Regions from separate parts of the Mus musculus genome. Here regions 2, 3 and 4 are each linked to region 1. Evidence: chromatin contacts called from public HiChIP or PLAC-seq data. All regions are on one chromosome and are shown on one strand. Each heading gives the region's core, a stretch centred on a gene start, on an enhancer-like site or on the middle of the called end of the contact. The rest is flanking DNA. Distances are from core to core; before and after follow the strand shown. Region 1 holds the start of Cep164 (centrosomal protein 164). Region 2 overlaps Fxyd6 (FXYD domain-containing ion transport regulator 6). Region 3 holds the start of 4833428L15Rik (RIKEN cDNA 4833428L15 gene). Region 4 holds the start of Apoa1 (apolipoprotein A-I).

What was found. HiChIP or PLAC-seq counts read pairs in DNA pulled down with a chosen protein or histone mark.
Region 2: a contact with region 1 is called in an H3K4me3 HiChIP or PLAC-seq map of embryonic stem cells, with 5 times the contacts expected there. The contact joins the enhancer-like site here to the promoter of Cep164 in region 1. A contact is called at or near these places in 5 of 39 promoter capture datasets (cranial neural crest, embryonic stem cells, frontonasal cranial neural crest and 2 more), 2 of 484 Hi-C or Micro-C datasets (the G1E-ER4 cell line and cortical neurons) and 13 of 115 datasets of contacts at active chromatin or transcription factors (craniofacial prominence, embryonic basal ganglia, embryonic forebrain and 7 more).
Region 3: an H3K4me3 HiChIP or PLAC-seq map of forebrain shows a contact between it and region 1, with 9 times the contacts expected there. The contact joins the promoter of 4833428L15Rik here to the promoter of Cep164 in region 1. A contact is called at or near these places in 7 of 39 promoter capture datasets (cranial neural crest, embryonic stem cells, frontonasal cranial neural crest and 2 more), 7 of 484 Hi-C or Micro-C datasets (the P5424 cell line, cerebral cortex, differentiating embryonic stem cells and 1 more), 17 of 115 datasets of contacts at active chromatin or transcription factors (SST interneurons, bone marrow-derived macrophages, craniofacial prominence and 11 more) and 1 of 9 other capture datasets (embryonic stem cells).
Region 4: an HNF4G HiChIP or PLAC-seq map of pancreatic cancer cells shows a contact between it and region 1. The contact joins the promoter of Apoa1 here to the promoter of Cep164 in region 1. A contact is called at or near these places in 1 of 39 promoter capture datasets (maxillary cranial neural crest), 2 of 115 datasets of contacts at active chromatin or transcription factors (bone marrow-derived macrophages and pancreatic cancer cells) and 3 of 9 other capture datasets (adipose tissue, liver and macrophages).

What each region holds. Positions count from the first base shown.
Region 1 is chr9:45,827,077-45,830,428 of GRCm38.p6, forward strand. Cep164 (centrosomal protein 164) reads right to left here and starts at 1,587. Exons shown (of 30, transcript NM_001081373.3): 1 at 1,426-1,587.
Region 2 is chr9:45,389,418-45,392,769 of GRCm38.p6, forward strand. It overlaps Fxyd6 (FXYD domain-containing ion transport regulator 6), which reads left to right. Exons shown (of 8, transcript NM_022004.6): 2 at 571-630; 3 at 1,217-1,255; 4 at 1,360-1,434; 5 at 2,144-2,180; 6 at 2,798-2,847; 7 at 3,259-3,308. The coding sequence starts at 576. The coding sequence ends at 3,287. Among named protein-coding and RNA genes, the nearest start is that of Fxyd2, 15 kb to the right of the region's middle. Within about 2 kb of position 1,599, at least 6 of the 459 cell types and tissues checked have an H3K27ac peak or open chromatin away from gene starts, as enhancers often do. A contact at or near this core is called in embryonic stem cells, where this site is marked.
Region 3 is chr9:45,429,580-45,432,931 of GRCm38.p6, forward strand. It overlaps 4833428L15Rik (RIKEN cDNA 4833428L15 gene), which reads right to left and starts at 1,653. Exons shown (of 5, transcript NR_040732.1): 1 at 1,566-1,653. It overlaps Dscaml1 (DS cell adhesion molecule like 1), which reads left to right and starts at 774. Exons shown (of 33, transcript NM_001081270.2): 1 at 774-933. The coding sequence starts at 888.
Region 4 is chr9:46,227,123-46,230,474 of GRCm38.p6, forward strand. It overlaps Apoa1 (apolipoprotein A-I), which reads left to right and starts at 1,508. Exons shown (of 4, transcript NM_009692.4): 1 at 1,508-1,614; 2 at 1,816-1,877; 3 at 1,994-2,147; 4 at 2,683-3,347. The coding sequence starts at 1,835. The coding sequence ends at 3,280.

The sequences.
Region 1 (3,352 bases), core at 337-2,836:
TGTGAGTGTGTGTGTGGATGTGTACGTGTGTGTGAGTGTGTGTGTGTCTGTGTATATGTGAGTATGTGAGTGTGTGTGTGTCTGTGTACGTGTGTGTGAGTGTGTGTGTATCTGTGTATATGTGAGTATGTGAGTGTGTGTGTGTCTGTGTATGTGTGTGTGAGTGTGTGTGTGTATCTGTGTATATGTGAGTATTCGAGTGTGGGAGGGGGGAAGGGATGAGGGGGAGGGGAGGGGGGAGCACAAGCACAGCAAATGTGCTTGATGGGGTAAGGATTAATTATAACAACAAAAACTTGGACTAACCACACACTTCCCGGAACACTTGTATGCGGCAGAACTGTACCAAGGGCTTTATTCGCCACCATCCCACCCCAGCCTCTCAGCTAGAGGTTTACTATCCCCACTTATCAAATACAGAGACTGCTTGAATGAAGGACAAGGAGCAGCGAGTCCGGGCTTGCGAGGGCTTTAGCTGTATACAGGACTTCATAAGGGGCTGCCATGGGAATTTCATAAAGAAAGTTGGAGGTGGTGAGAGTTACCGTTCGGAAAGGTGACTGACAGCTGCACAAGAACCAATCAAAAAGGGGACAAAATCAGAGGCAGTTATTCTGAAAGCGCAGCCAAGAAATTATGAACCAAGCCAGTGGCTACCTGAATGAAAAGCGGCTAATCCTGAGGGCAGGAGAATAGCAGGGTCTCGCAGCTAGGTGAAGGAAGAGAAGAGAGAAAGCAGAGAGGATTTCAGCCAGTCCACTGTGATTTTAGGCCAAGAAGCCGACTGCCAAGAAATCTGAAGCATGCCAGATGACTACTGCAGACAGCGGAATGAATTCTCAGCGTAGAGTGGGCTAAGTGACTGAGGAAGTTCTCCATTGAGACAAGAAACATGGGAGACATTGATAGAAGGTCCGGGGGGGGGGGCGGCGGGGGGGGGGTGCGGGTTGGAGATGATCCGCAAGCACATCTAAGCTCGAGTAAGGTATCTGGCTAGGCAGCAAGTACTTCCCAGAGCAACCGGTAACTGGAGGCTCTAGTCGCAATCCAGAGATGGAGTGCAGAGAAAAGCATGCAGGGGCCTGCAGAGGGCTGAGCTGGCAGACGCGCGAGGGCGAGTCACCGAGGCCAAGAAGAGGGCAGCGGTTCCGGGCGTAGATTCCTGAATCAGTGCAAAGAAAACCCCAAACCTCCTCTCTTGCCCAGCTGGCCGAAAGATGCCATGCGCTTGGCTGAACTTGGGATAGCCCAGGAATGGGCTGGGCAATGGCGGTAGGGTGTAGATTCAGGAGAGGCTAGAAAGCCAGGCCCCGCACGCCGGAGGGCTCTTCTCTCCCAGCTTAGTTCCCGCGCAGCAACACCTCACAACGCTTCAGCTCCCTGCAAACTCCTGCCACGCCACCAAGCCTGGCTCCGAGATCTCACCTGTCCCCGATCCGGGGTTTCCGGGAGGATGGCTCTGCGCCTCCTCCCCAGCACCACCCCGGCCCCCCACCTTCCAGGGACGCCGGGGTGTCCGGCTCCCCGCTTCCAGGGACGCCGGGGTGTTGCCCTGCAGCGACCAGCAACCACTTCCGGAAAGGCACTGGCCTAGCAACTGAGAGGCCCGCCTCTACCAAGAGCCAATAGGTCGCTGACTGAGAGCGTTGGCATTGGATTGGTTGAAGTTCCCCCACGAGGCTTTGCCCGTTGCATCCTGAAAGTTGTAGTTCAAAATAGTGAATAAGCACAATCCCACTCCCACCACAAAGAGGTTAAAAGAGAGACCTGAAGGTAGATAAGAGAATTTCTCCCGCGGACGAAAGGAAGCATTCATAATATTAATAATAATCTACTATTACTATTAATTAAGCAAAATTAACAATCATTTATAGACCATCATTTTGTAAAGGTCGAGTAAAATCACGCGAACAACAGTGATTATCAGTGGTCAACCTATTGATTGGGCCCTTAATAAAAGAACTATGAAGGGGTTGGAGAGATGACTCGGTTGTCAAGAGAGCTGCCTACTAACTTTTTCCTTTTAATGTATTATACGTGGACCGGGATCTGATAACACAAGCCCTTAATGCCACCACTTGGGGCACAAAGCAGACAGATCTCTGTGCGTTTGAGACTAGCCTGGTCTATATAGTGAGTTTCAAGCCAGCTGGGACTACACAGTGAGACCCTGTCTCAAAAAAAATTTTAAGTGTGTGGATGTTTTGTCTACATTATACCTGATAGTCATGGAGGCCAGAAGAGGGCACTGCATCCCCTGAAACTGGAGTTGTAAGCAGTTGTGCGCCACCTTGTGGGTGCTAGAAACCAAACCTAGGTCGTCTGCAAGAACAACAGTGCTCTCAACGGCTGAACCATCATCTCTCCCACTCTACTATTGTAAATTTAAAACCGAGTCCTGCGCCGCTAGAGTCTAAGCCGACAAGGAGAAATTGCGAGTGTTGTTACTAGGGATCTCAAACCAGACATCAGGATGTGTTTCTCATGTTTAACGTCAAATCTTTCTGCAATTCCTTTATTCTCACCACAGATGGGGAAAAAAATCACTGCTCCTCATTATCATCACAATCTTTAAAAGTGTCCCCAAGGGGCCACTGGACCAGACATAGAAGAGATGCCATATCATGACTATATCAGACATAACTAAACACTGCCCATAGCTTCCTATACACAAGACTTGCCATCTGAGGCTGTAGAACCAGCTCAGCAGCTGCCAACACCTGCTGCTCTGCGGGAGGACCAGAGTCTGATTCCCAGCAAGCACGAGGCAGCTCACAACCAGCAGAAACTCTAGTTCCAGAGGATCCAACACCTCTTCTGGCTTCTACCCACACCAGGCAAACACATGTGAACACAGACATGTGGTACACAGACATACCTGCAGGCAAAACACTGGAACACATAAAAGAATAAAATATTTTTTGAAAAAAGCAGCTAGATAGTGGTGACTGAACCACACTGAATCCCAAAGCCTTTATTCCCAACATCCAGAAGGCAGAGACAGTCATATCTTTGTGGGTTCAAGTCCAGCCAGGTCTACAAAATAAGTTCCAAGACTGTCAGGCTGTAACACAGAATAACCCTGTCAGGAAAAAGTCAAAAATAAGGAGGAGGAGGAGGAGGAGGAGGAGGAGGAGGAGGAGGAGGAGGAGGAGGAGGAGGAGGAGGAGAAAGAATGATAGAGACAAGCAGATTTCTATGAATTCTAGACTGGCAAGGTCTACATATCCAGTTCCAGGACTGTATAGTGAGCTGCTGCCTCAAGAAAGAAAGAGCTGGGCAGTGGTGGCTCACACCTTTAATCCCAGCACTTGGGAGGCAGAGGCAGGCAGATCTCTGAGTTCGAGGCCAG
Region 2 (3,352 bases), core at 349-2,848, 440 kb before region 1:
AGCTGGTCTTCCTAGCCTCCAAGGACACCTGCACACATGCACACATAGACACACACTCACACATACAATATAAACATATCTTAAAAACACTTTCTGGCGGGCTGTTGACTGTGGGAGCTGGGCCCAGGGCCCCACATCTTAATGAGGCAGAAGTTGGCCCGGAAGGAGGACACTGGTGAGACATCTCCAAAGCCCTTGGGAAGGCAAGGCTTCAGCCCAGAAGCCCCACGCTAATGAGTCCCTGAGCCGTCATCTGACCTGGGCCCTACCGCTCCCCCTATGAAGGGCGATAATTATCAGCAAGTTTCTGGTTCCAGGCCTGCAGTGTGGACCTAGCACAGTGCCTGTTAAGTGTCCTGACTCATCTGGGTTAATAGTATTGGCCACACAGAGCTCTCTGAGAGTCTGATGAGAGCCTGATAAGGTGGCATTGGTCCCGGAGATTTGAAGTGGCCTCAGGTCACACAAGCTCCCCATACAGCTCAGGCTAGGACGAGGCCCTGTCAGGGTGACGGCTTACCGAGGAAGGTCTTCTGTCCCTGGAGTAATGTCTTGCTTCTTTACCCCCAGACACCATGGAGACGGTGCTGGTCCTCTGCAGCTTGCTGGCCCCTGTGGTCCTGGCGAGTGGTAAGAATCCTTTAGGGCCTTGCTGTGCCAAACTGGCAGACATAGCCCTTTCCAGCAGAAGATTCTGGCCCATTCAGACATTAGGGTTGAGATCTTAGGCCACTTTACATCTGGTCACGGGCTCTTACTGTCAGCAGAGGAAAACAGATCCTAGTTCAGGGCCCCCCTGCACGCCCTTCTCCCACTGTTTCCCACAAGGGTTCAGCAATCCTTCTGTTAATCTCTCCAGGTACCTTGGGCTCCTGTGGAATTGTAGCCTAGACTGTAATTAATCCATCCTGACTTTATATGCAGGTCACGAGCCTCCCCCACCCCTTGGTCTCAGTTTCCCCCTTTGTCACTAGATGATAATAGACCTGGTCTTTTGGAGGAAATGAAAGACATAATGTGAGCCCGGGACCCCAAAGACTCTAATTCAGGCGAGGACCCCCAAGCCCAGCTAGCCCATCTTCCATGATCTCCAGTATCTCTGCCCAGTGAACCCCCTTCACAAGGACTCTTTGGTGGGGACTAGAGGTTATGGGGCAGGTGAGAAGTCACAGGAAGTATGGCTGTCTTCCTCTTGACCATGTCACATCTTTCCCAGCAGCTGAGAAGGAGAAAGAAAAGGATCCTTTCTATTACGGTGAGTGAGCTCAGCAGCCCTGGGGGGTGGTCCCATCCAGGAGGGGCCGGCGTGACCTCCTGGCCCCGCCTCTCTCCCACCTCTCACTTCTCCTCCCTTTGCAGACTACCAGACCCTGAGGATTGGGGGGTTGGTGTTTGCTGTGGTCCTCTTCTCCGTTGGGATACTTCTCATCCTCAGTAAGTGTGTCCTTTCTCTCTACGGCTGCTAGACAGATGGGGACAGTATACAAGCCTAGCCATTTTGTCTGTGGGACAGGAGAAGGCACAGTCTTGCCTCTCCACAGTATCTCCAGGATCAATACAGGGCTGGCCATGTAGTACGTGCTCAGGAAAACAAGGAAGGCATGGCCAGAGAATGTAAGTGAGAACAGACATAGCCAAGAACCACAGACTGCATCCATAGGGCAGGGGGCTGGCCATCCCAGGAGTCAGATGCTGTTCTCGCCGTGCTCCTAGAGATGTGTCCCTGTGCATTTCCCCTACACGAGCTGTGGCGTTGTGTTTTTTTTTTTTGTTTGTTTTTTTTTTGTTTGTGGTATGAAAGGGCAAAGTTCATCATAGTGGGAAGGCAGTGAACTAGCTTGGTCTGTGATAGCAGACACATGTGGCTTGTTTACATTGAGACAGACCAGGAAGCAGAAAGCTCAGGATATAACCAAAAGTGGCTACCACCTCCAAGACCTGCCCCAACAAATCACTTTGGTTAGCTCGGCCCCACCTCCCAAAGATTCCCCCTCCCACAAACAGCACCCAGTGAGGATCAAATATCCAGACCCAACTGTGGGGGGGGGCAGGGGGCGGCGGTAGGTCTTTTGTGTTCAGGCCTGGAGCCTGGCCTTGAGCTGAGGCTGGAGTCGTGACCTTGGATGGTTTCTTTGTGTTTCAGGTCGCAGGTGCAAGTGCAGTTTCAATCAGAAGCCCAGGTAAGGGTGCTGAGGCTATCGGACAGGGAGAGGTCTGTGGAGTGAACCCCGTGGGTGTTCTTTTGTCTCAGAAAGAGAATGTGGGGAGCTGGGGTATGAATCTGGGGGGTTTCCAAGTGGCTTTAAAACAAAGCAGAGGTCATAATATGGAGGGGCAGCCTCAGATGTAAATTCCTGGGTAGGAGTGTTCTGGAACCTTGTTTAGAGGCCCTGGAGACAGGGAGGCTGGCTAGGAGAGAGGTAGCAGCCGATGGCCGCTCTGTGGTGCAGGGCAGAGACATTGGGCCTGCTTCTTATCTTTTCCTGAGGCTCTGGGCATTGTGTAGACACTTGGCCTCCTTTCTACACCGTATAAGTTATACCCCATTCATTAAAACAGCCATGGTGGCCATGGACCTCAGAAGCCAAAGTTGGGTGGCAGGCACACCCAAACCCCACCTCGGGGCAGACACTGAAGGGCCCATAAGTTCTCCAGTCACCCTACACATCCCATGGTAGAGTGTTTGAATGCTTCAGTGGGGTTGGAAGGAATAGGTTCCTGGGCTATCCACAGAGAATGGGGGATACTCTGTGGTTTGCCCTGGACATTGGTGACAGTGTGTCTCTGCTTGTCACAGGGCTCCAGGTGACGAAGAGGCCCAGGTGGAGAACCTCATCACTACAAACGGTAACCGCTGTGAAAGGCTGTGGGGCGGGGGGGGGGGGTGTCTTCCTATAGTCTTGGGGGTGGGGAGGGACTCTAGGCGCCATGAGCTGCTTTGGGCTTCAGCAGACATGCCTCTGAGGTGCCAGGAAAGGGTTCCCAGTACCCCCAGTACCTACGTGATGTTAGCGCTTCATCTGAACCACAGATGCATCATTGTATGCAAAGCACCTGCTTGCCGCCAGGCAGGCTCCATCTTTCCACGTGTGCTAAGCCCCACGAGGGCCATCATCACCTAAGTTCTTGTAACCAGTGACCGTCGAGGACCGACACCACATCTTAGTGATCCTCAATCCTGGTATCAGCCATAAGTGAGGGTTCATCATGGAACATGGTAAGGGGCCTCACACGCCATCCATCTGCCTTCTCTTCCAGCTGCGGAGCCCCAGAAGGCAGAGAACTGAGGTGCAGCCTCCAGCGTGAAGGTAGGTGCTCTCTCTCTCTGTGCTTGGCTTCCTGCCGTCTCACC
Region 3 (3,352 bases), core at 403-2,902, 400 kb before region 1:
AAGGCACTCTCCTCACTTTGTCTTGACCAGACAGATTCTGCAAGGCGAGGAAGCTGTGATGGTGTGTGTGCAGGGGCGCGGGGGGTGTGGTGGGGGGAGGTTAGGGAGAGAGGGACAAAGCACACATAGAACAGGCATTATCTGTGCATTGTAAATGACTGGCTTTTTTTTTTTTAAGTATTAGGTTCTAGTGTATATTTGGACAGTGCTGGGGATGGGTGGTCTGAGACAGCTTCTCCAGGAAGCTGACTTGCAGAAGTGACTAAGGGTTTGGGAGCAACACGTACGATTGGGCATTGAGATATAGAGTACCAAATGTCTTCAAAGATTTTTAGCCCAGATGTTACTCAGAGCACCTATGCTCTCCCATTCGTGGAGGGAAACTGAGTCCAAAAGAAACAGCCAGCAATGGCTTTGAATGACCGGCCGGGCGAAAAACCCGTGTTCTTTTCCCCTTACATGGCAGACTCTTAGCACATGTATGACATATGCCTCTGTGCGACCATAGGCTCAAAAGCCTGCGAGTTACAGGGACCCCTCTCCTCTCTCGACCAGAGGAGCAGGATCGAGACTGTCTGGTCAGGGTCCCCACCTCTGTCCCCTAAGCTTGTGGGACTAAGTGACCCCAGGCTGGGGCTGGAGTAGCACTCACCACCCCGGGGTGTCGCGGGGGGCTGGGGCGGGGAAAGCGGCCGCCTAGCCCAGCCCCGTGGATGACAGGAGCCGGGGAGCCGAGGAGGGAGGAGCCGCCGCCGCGCGCTGGGCTGAGGAGCAGAGAGAGCGGGGCGCCGAGTGCGGGCGGCTGGGAGCGCGCTGAGCGGGGGAGAGGCGCTGCCGCACGGCCGGCCACAGGACCACCTCCCCGGAGAATAGGGCCTCTTTATGGCATGTGGCTGGTAACTTTCCTCCTGCTCCTGGACTCTTTACACAAAGGTGAGACCCGCGCTGCCGGCGGCTGGGCGGTGGAGGCGGCGGGGCTGGGATGCGCGCGGCTGGAGGCAAGGTGCGGTGCCCAGTGGGCTCCAGGTGCCCGAGTGCTGGACCCACTCGGGTGCATGGCGCTGGGTGGGCGCGAGAGCTGGGGCGGTTCCGAGAGAAGGGTCTGGTGAGAGTCAGCCTGGGACCGCTTGCCAGCCCCCCTGCGCCTGCCGTTTAGGGGCGCGCCCGTGGGGGGCGGTGGCAAAGGAACCCCTGGTTTTCCCATCGCAGCCCAGCTTTAGTTCTGCCCTGGCCCCCTCCCCCAGCCCCCAGCCCGCTCCCGCGGCTTGCTGGAGCTGGGACCCCGGGGTGCCCTGCGAGCCAGGTGGTCCTCGGACTGAGACTTCATCCGGGAGCCCTCGGTATTTGGGTCCTTGGACCTAGGGAAGATCACTCCTGCCGTAGCTTCGTGCGCCCCTCGACCGCCCTCGACCCCCGCCCTGGCGCAAATGCCGGCGCACCGCATGGCGCTTATCCGCGCCTGGCTGGGTGCAGGGCTGGGGAGCTAGGGGTCCCCAGGGGTGGGGGTTCCCTCGGACACCAAGTTTGTTCTTCAGACCCAAGAGTCGCCATCACCTATGTCTCACCCCTGTACCCCAGGCGCTGGCTCCGGCTTCTCTGCGTCTCCCTGACCACCTTAGGCAGCGCGCCCCAAGGTGCAAGACTCTCCGCTCCGGCGCTTGGCCTGCTGGACCTGGGGACAAGTGTTCAGACTGGGGGGCGTGTCCCTTTCCCGGGAGAGAAAAGGTTGCTAGGGGTGGGTCCAGGTGTCCGGCATGTCCAGACCTGCTCCCGGGGTTCCGTGCACCTGATCTGAGAGGCAGCCGGGACTGAGGGGTTGGCAAAAAGCAGGCATTTTCGATGGTTAGCAATCTGGGCACCAAATCGACACTTGGGCAGCGCGGGCAGTTGAGCTTCTAGGCTGTGGTAGAGGACGTGCCCCCGGGCGCGCAGATGGCAGGAGGGAGAGGAGGCGGCCGAACTCCGCGCCCTTGCGCTGTAGAGCACAGACGCTTCTCGGCTTTACCTGCTCAAGCCTCTAACTTTTCTCCTTCGCGCCCAGAGGGCAGCTTCTCCTTTCGCCCCCTTTGCATGGGTTGGCCTGGTCCAATAATAATTCTTGCCCCTCTAGGCAATGGAGAAGGACAGCCAAGAGCCCGGGGGAGGGGTCTAGTCCTCTGCTAATGCCTGGAGATGTACGGAGTTTGTAACCTGCCAGAGCCCAAAGCAATGCTCGGTAGATTAAAGGAGGAACCTAGCCCTTATTAGTGCTATGGCCGGGTCAGAGCCAGTCTGATGGCCTACTCAGAGCCAGTCTGATGGCCTAGTCCACTGGGATTCTGTCCAGAAGATACGGGTGCTGGGTAGCGGGTGGCCTCAAATGGTGAGCAAAGTAATGGACTTTCTCAGGCCAAGGGGGCCACCGGGTAACACACCAAGGCTAGACTTGCTTGCTTAACTCCTTGCCCCCCTGGACTCCTAATCTGACCTCTTCATCCCACCTGAGAGCAACAATCTTGCCTCCTGCTTCCAGTACACACCACACACACACACACACACACACACACACACACACACACACCACACACACCAATTTTCTTTCTTGGGGCTCTTCCTGCTTCCCTCCACCCTGGCAGGCTGGTTTGGCTCACAGCTTTAATTACGTTAATATTAAATATACATAAGGTGAGGAGCGGCTTTCTCTCTCCATAGCTCTCACTCCAACCCCCTTCCCTTTTCCATTTGTCAGGCAAGGAACACGGACCAGAGCTGTGGCCACACTCAGTTGCTTTGTCCCTAACCTTGCTCCCAGGAACAGCCCATTTCTCAGCCCTGCAGCCTCCTTCACAAATACCTGCAGGACTGCACCCACCCCCACCCAGGAGCGCTGCATTAATAAATGAAGCCCCAGTTATTTGATAGGGAAGGAGCAGATGGGGGTGGGGGTGGAGAAAGGCCCAGAAGGCCACAGGGCAACAGCTGGAGGGGCAGAGCCCTCTCCTACGCAGGCAGGAAGTTGCCACAACTAGGTCTTGTGGGTAGACAGGAGTTACCAGGTATGGCGGCCCTGGGTGGCCTTTGGGTCTGCAGATCCTTGGCTCCCTTGCCATTCAGAGCACCAGCATCTGTGCTGGGCGCCAGGCAGCCTTGCCAGACAGGCCTATCTTTTCCTTGGTGCCTTAATTGGGTCTTAGGTGCCAGGCTGATCCCCAGGGGCCTGTTCTGCTTGGGGTGGCATGGTAGGTGGGTGGTGGAGGCGGCTGGGGAGGGGGGAAGACGTAATGTGGGGAAAGCAAGAAAGATGGGGCGTGGTTTATTTCTCTCTCGTTGCCAGTCACCCCCGCGGCACCAAGGAAAATGTAAATGCGAATGT
Region 4 (3,352 bases), core at 258-2,757, 400 kb after region 1:
GTTATGTAACCTGTCCGGGTCACCTGGAGAATAAGTTGCAGATCCCAGAACCAAGGTTCTCTCTGGTTGCAAAGCCTCCTGGGATGGGAGCAGCCTGGAATCCCAGCCACTCCCTGAACTGGTAGACAGATTCCAAGCTGGTTTCTAGGGAGTTGGGGAGTTTCCTAGGGAGATGGGCAGAGTACATTCCTGCCCTGGGTCCCAAATGCAGAGACCTGGGCGCAAGGTCCATCCTTGCCTCTAAGGCTGAGAGATAAAGGACACAGCAAATTCCTTCCACTCTCAACAGGCCCTTATCTAGAAGGAAGTTCATGGTAGAACCTCAAATAGATGGTCTCAAAAGTTCCTCTTAGCTTGAAAACTCACTTTCCATAATGGGATTTTAGAGATGATCTGTGGTTTTTGTTTGTTTGTTTGTTTTGTTTTGTTTTGTTTTGTTTTTAGATATTCTCATATAGCCCAGGCTGACTTCAAACTTGCTATATGGGCAAGGCTGTGGTTTTGAACTCTCAACCCTCTGACCTTCCAAGTGCAAAAACTGGCCACCGTACTCAGCCCACTCTACACAGCTACCCAGCTCTCCCATCCTGGCAAGTGAGCCTAGGCCCTCACCACTCTGGGAAGACATATCGTCACTGAACTACATGACCCCTTTTAGTGGTCATGGTATATGGTGAGGTTTTCTCTGGAAGGGAGGCTGAATAACAGCATCTACACATAACAAAAACATTGGCAACTGGGGCTGGAGAGATGGCTCAGCGGTTTAAGACCACTAGCTGCTCTTCCAGAGGTCCTGAGTTCAATTCCCAGAAACCATATGGTGGCTCACAACCATCTGTAAAGGAATCTGATTCCATCTTCTGGTGTGTCTGAAGACAGAGCGCTCATGTACCTAAGATAAGGAAGAAAGGAAGGGAGGGAAGGAGGGAGGGAGACAAGGAAGGAGCTAACAACTCCATGTTGGCCTCTGTCATTTCTTCTGAAGCATCAGAGGGGTCTTCATCCTCAGCTTGGGGATATGAGCCTGTCTGCATCTCACTCAGGCTGACACCTCAGTTGTTTTTGGATTTAGGGTTGGGAGGCTGGCTAAACATGTGGCATCTGGAAAGACAAATCCCCAAACCTGGGGGACCAGGGTGAGGTGAAAGGGGGAACCCCTTGGAAAGCAAAAAAAAAACTTTGGGGTGGGGCTGTGAGTGAAGGAGCCCACAATTCCTCCCTCCCTCCCTTGTTCCAGGCTCAGAGGGCACTAGCAACACAGAGGAGTCCAGGAGTGGGCTCCATGAGACTATCTTGAAGAAGACATACACCTCGGGATGGTGCAACTGCCTTACCCCTGGGGACCCCTGGAGTCTGCAGCCACCCCCTGCTGCCCCCACCTGAACCCTTGATCCCAGCTCGGCAGCCCCCGCAGTTTCCTGTTTGCCCACTCTGTTTGCCCAGCCTCAGGAACAGAGCTGATCCTTGAACTCTAAGTTCCACATCGCCAGCAAAAGTAAGCAGTGGCAGGGCCAGGCTGAGCTTATCAGTCTCCCAGCCCAGCCCCTGCCCACACACATATATAGACCAGGGAAGAAGAGCTGGACACCCAGACTGTCGGAGAGCTCCGGGGAGGTAAGTGCTGCTACCTGCCTTCGGTGGCTCTGGCTCCATAGCGCCTCCCAGTTGATGCTCCACTGTCCAAATCAATACCGTGGATATCTCGCACCTTTAGCCATTCTAGCCAATGCTTCCATGGGCTTGAATTGTGTGTGGAGCCTTTCCATGACAATGCCTCCCTTCAGCCCAGCCCTCCTCCTCCTTCTTCTTCTTCAGGTCACCCACACCCTTCAGGATGAAAGCTGTGGTGCTGGCCGTGGCTCTGGTCTTCCTGACAGGTAGGTGCCTCTTGACCTGCGTGGGACTACCTTCCTGGGCACAGAGAACAGAATTCCCACTGTTCTCTTCCCTGACTCCGAGTCTAACCTAACATGGGTCTCCCCTCCATCCCCAGGGAGCCAGGCTTGGCACGTATGGCAGCAAGATGAACCCCAGTCCCAATGGGACAAAGTGAAGGATTTCGCTAATGTGTATGTGGATGCGGTCAAAGACAGCGGCAGAGACTATGTGTCCCAGTTTGAATCCTCCTCCTTGGGCCAACAGCTGAAGTAAGGAAAGACCTAGCGTGGGGCCTGGAGCAGGTCAAGGGCTGCCCATCCAGGGTGGGCAGAGAGACCAGTGAGAAGATGCTGGAACTGAGCTGGCTAGCCCTTCACGGGCTTTCCTACCAGCTGGGCACCATGGCAGGTTCCAGTGGAGGACTAGGGATGGGATTCATCTGGCTGTTGGGTAACCACAGCCCCTCATTCAGCCTATGAGTGCCAAATCCCTTTTCCTTGGTAACCCCCAGTACTGGTCAGACAGCACCCAAAACAAAACAAAACAAAACAAAAAACAAAAAACGGGACTGGCCTTGTAACCAGCACCGACCACATCTGTGTTCTTGGTGCCTTCCGCCATGTGTACAGAGGAATGTAAAGGGAAGGCAGTGAGTTAGAGGGTTGCATGTTCGGGGAAACTAGGACCATAGCAACTGCACATTAGGGGACAGGTGGCACCCAGCTATCATGTGCATGGATCTGCAGACCAGGGGCAGCGCATGATGCCTGGGCTCGTCTCTCAGCCGCTCTCTTCCCCCTCTAGCCTGAATCTCCTGGAAAACTGGGACACTCTGGGTTCAACCGTTAGTCAGCTGCAGGAACGGCTGGGCCCATTGACTCGGGACTTCTGGGATAACCTGGAGAAAGAAACAGATTGGGTGAGACAGGAGATGAACAAGGACCTAGAGGAAGTGAAACAGAAGGTGCAGCCCTACCTGGACGAATTCCAGAAGAAATGGAAAGAGGATGTGGAGCTCTACCGCCAGAAGGTGGCGCCTCTGGGCGCCGAGCTGCAGGAGAGCGCGCGCCAGAAGCTGCAGGAGCTGCAAGGGAGACTGTCCCCTGTGGCTGAGGAATTTCGCGACCGCATGCGCACACACGTAGACTCTCTGCGCACACAGCTAGCGCCCCACAGCGAACAGATGCGCGAGAGCCTGGCCCAGCGCCTGGCTGAGCTCAAGAGCAACCCTACCTTGAACGAGTACCACACCAGGGCCAAAACCCACCTGAAGACACTTGGCGAGAAAGCCAGACCTGCGCTGGAGGACCTGCGCCATAGTCTGATGCCCATGCTGGAGACGCTTAAGACCCAAGTCCAGAGTGTGATCGACAAGGCCAGCGAGACTCTGACTGCCCAGTGAGGTGCCCGCTTCCACTCCCCACCCCCGCATTGGCTTTCTTACAATAAACCTTTCCAAAATGGAATAGCTTCT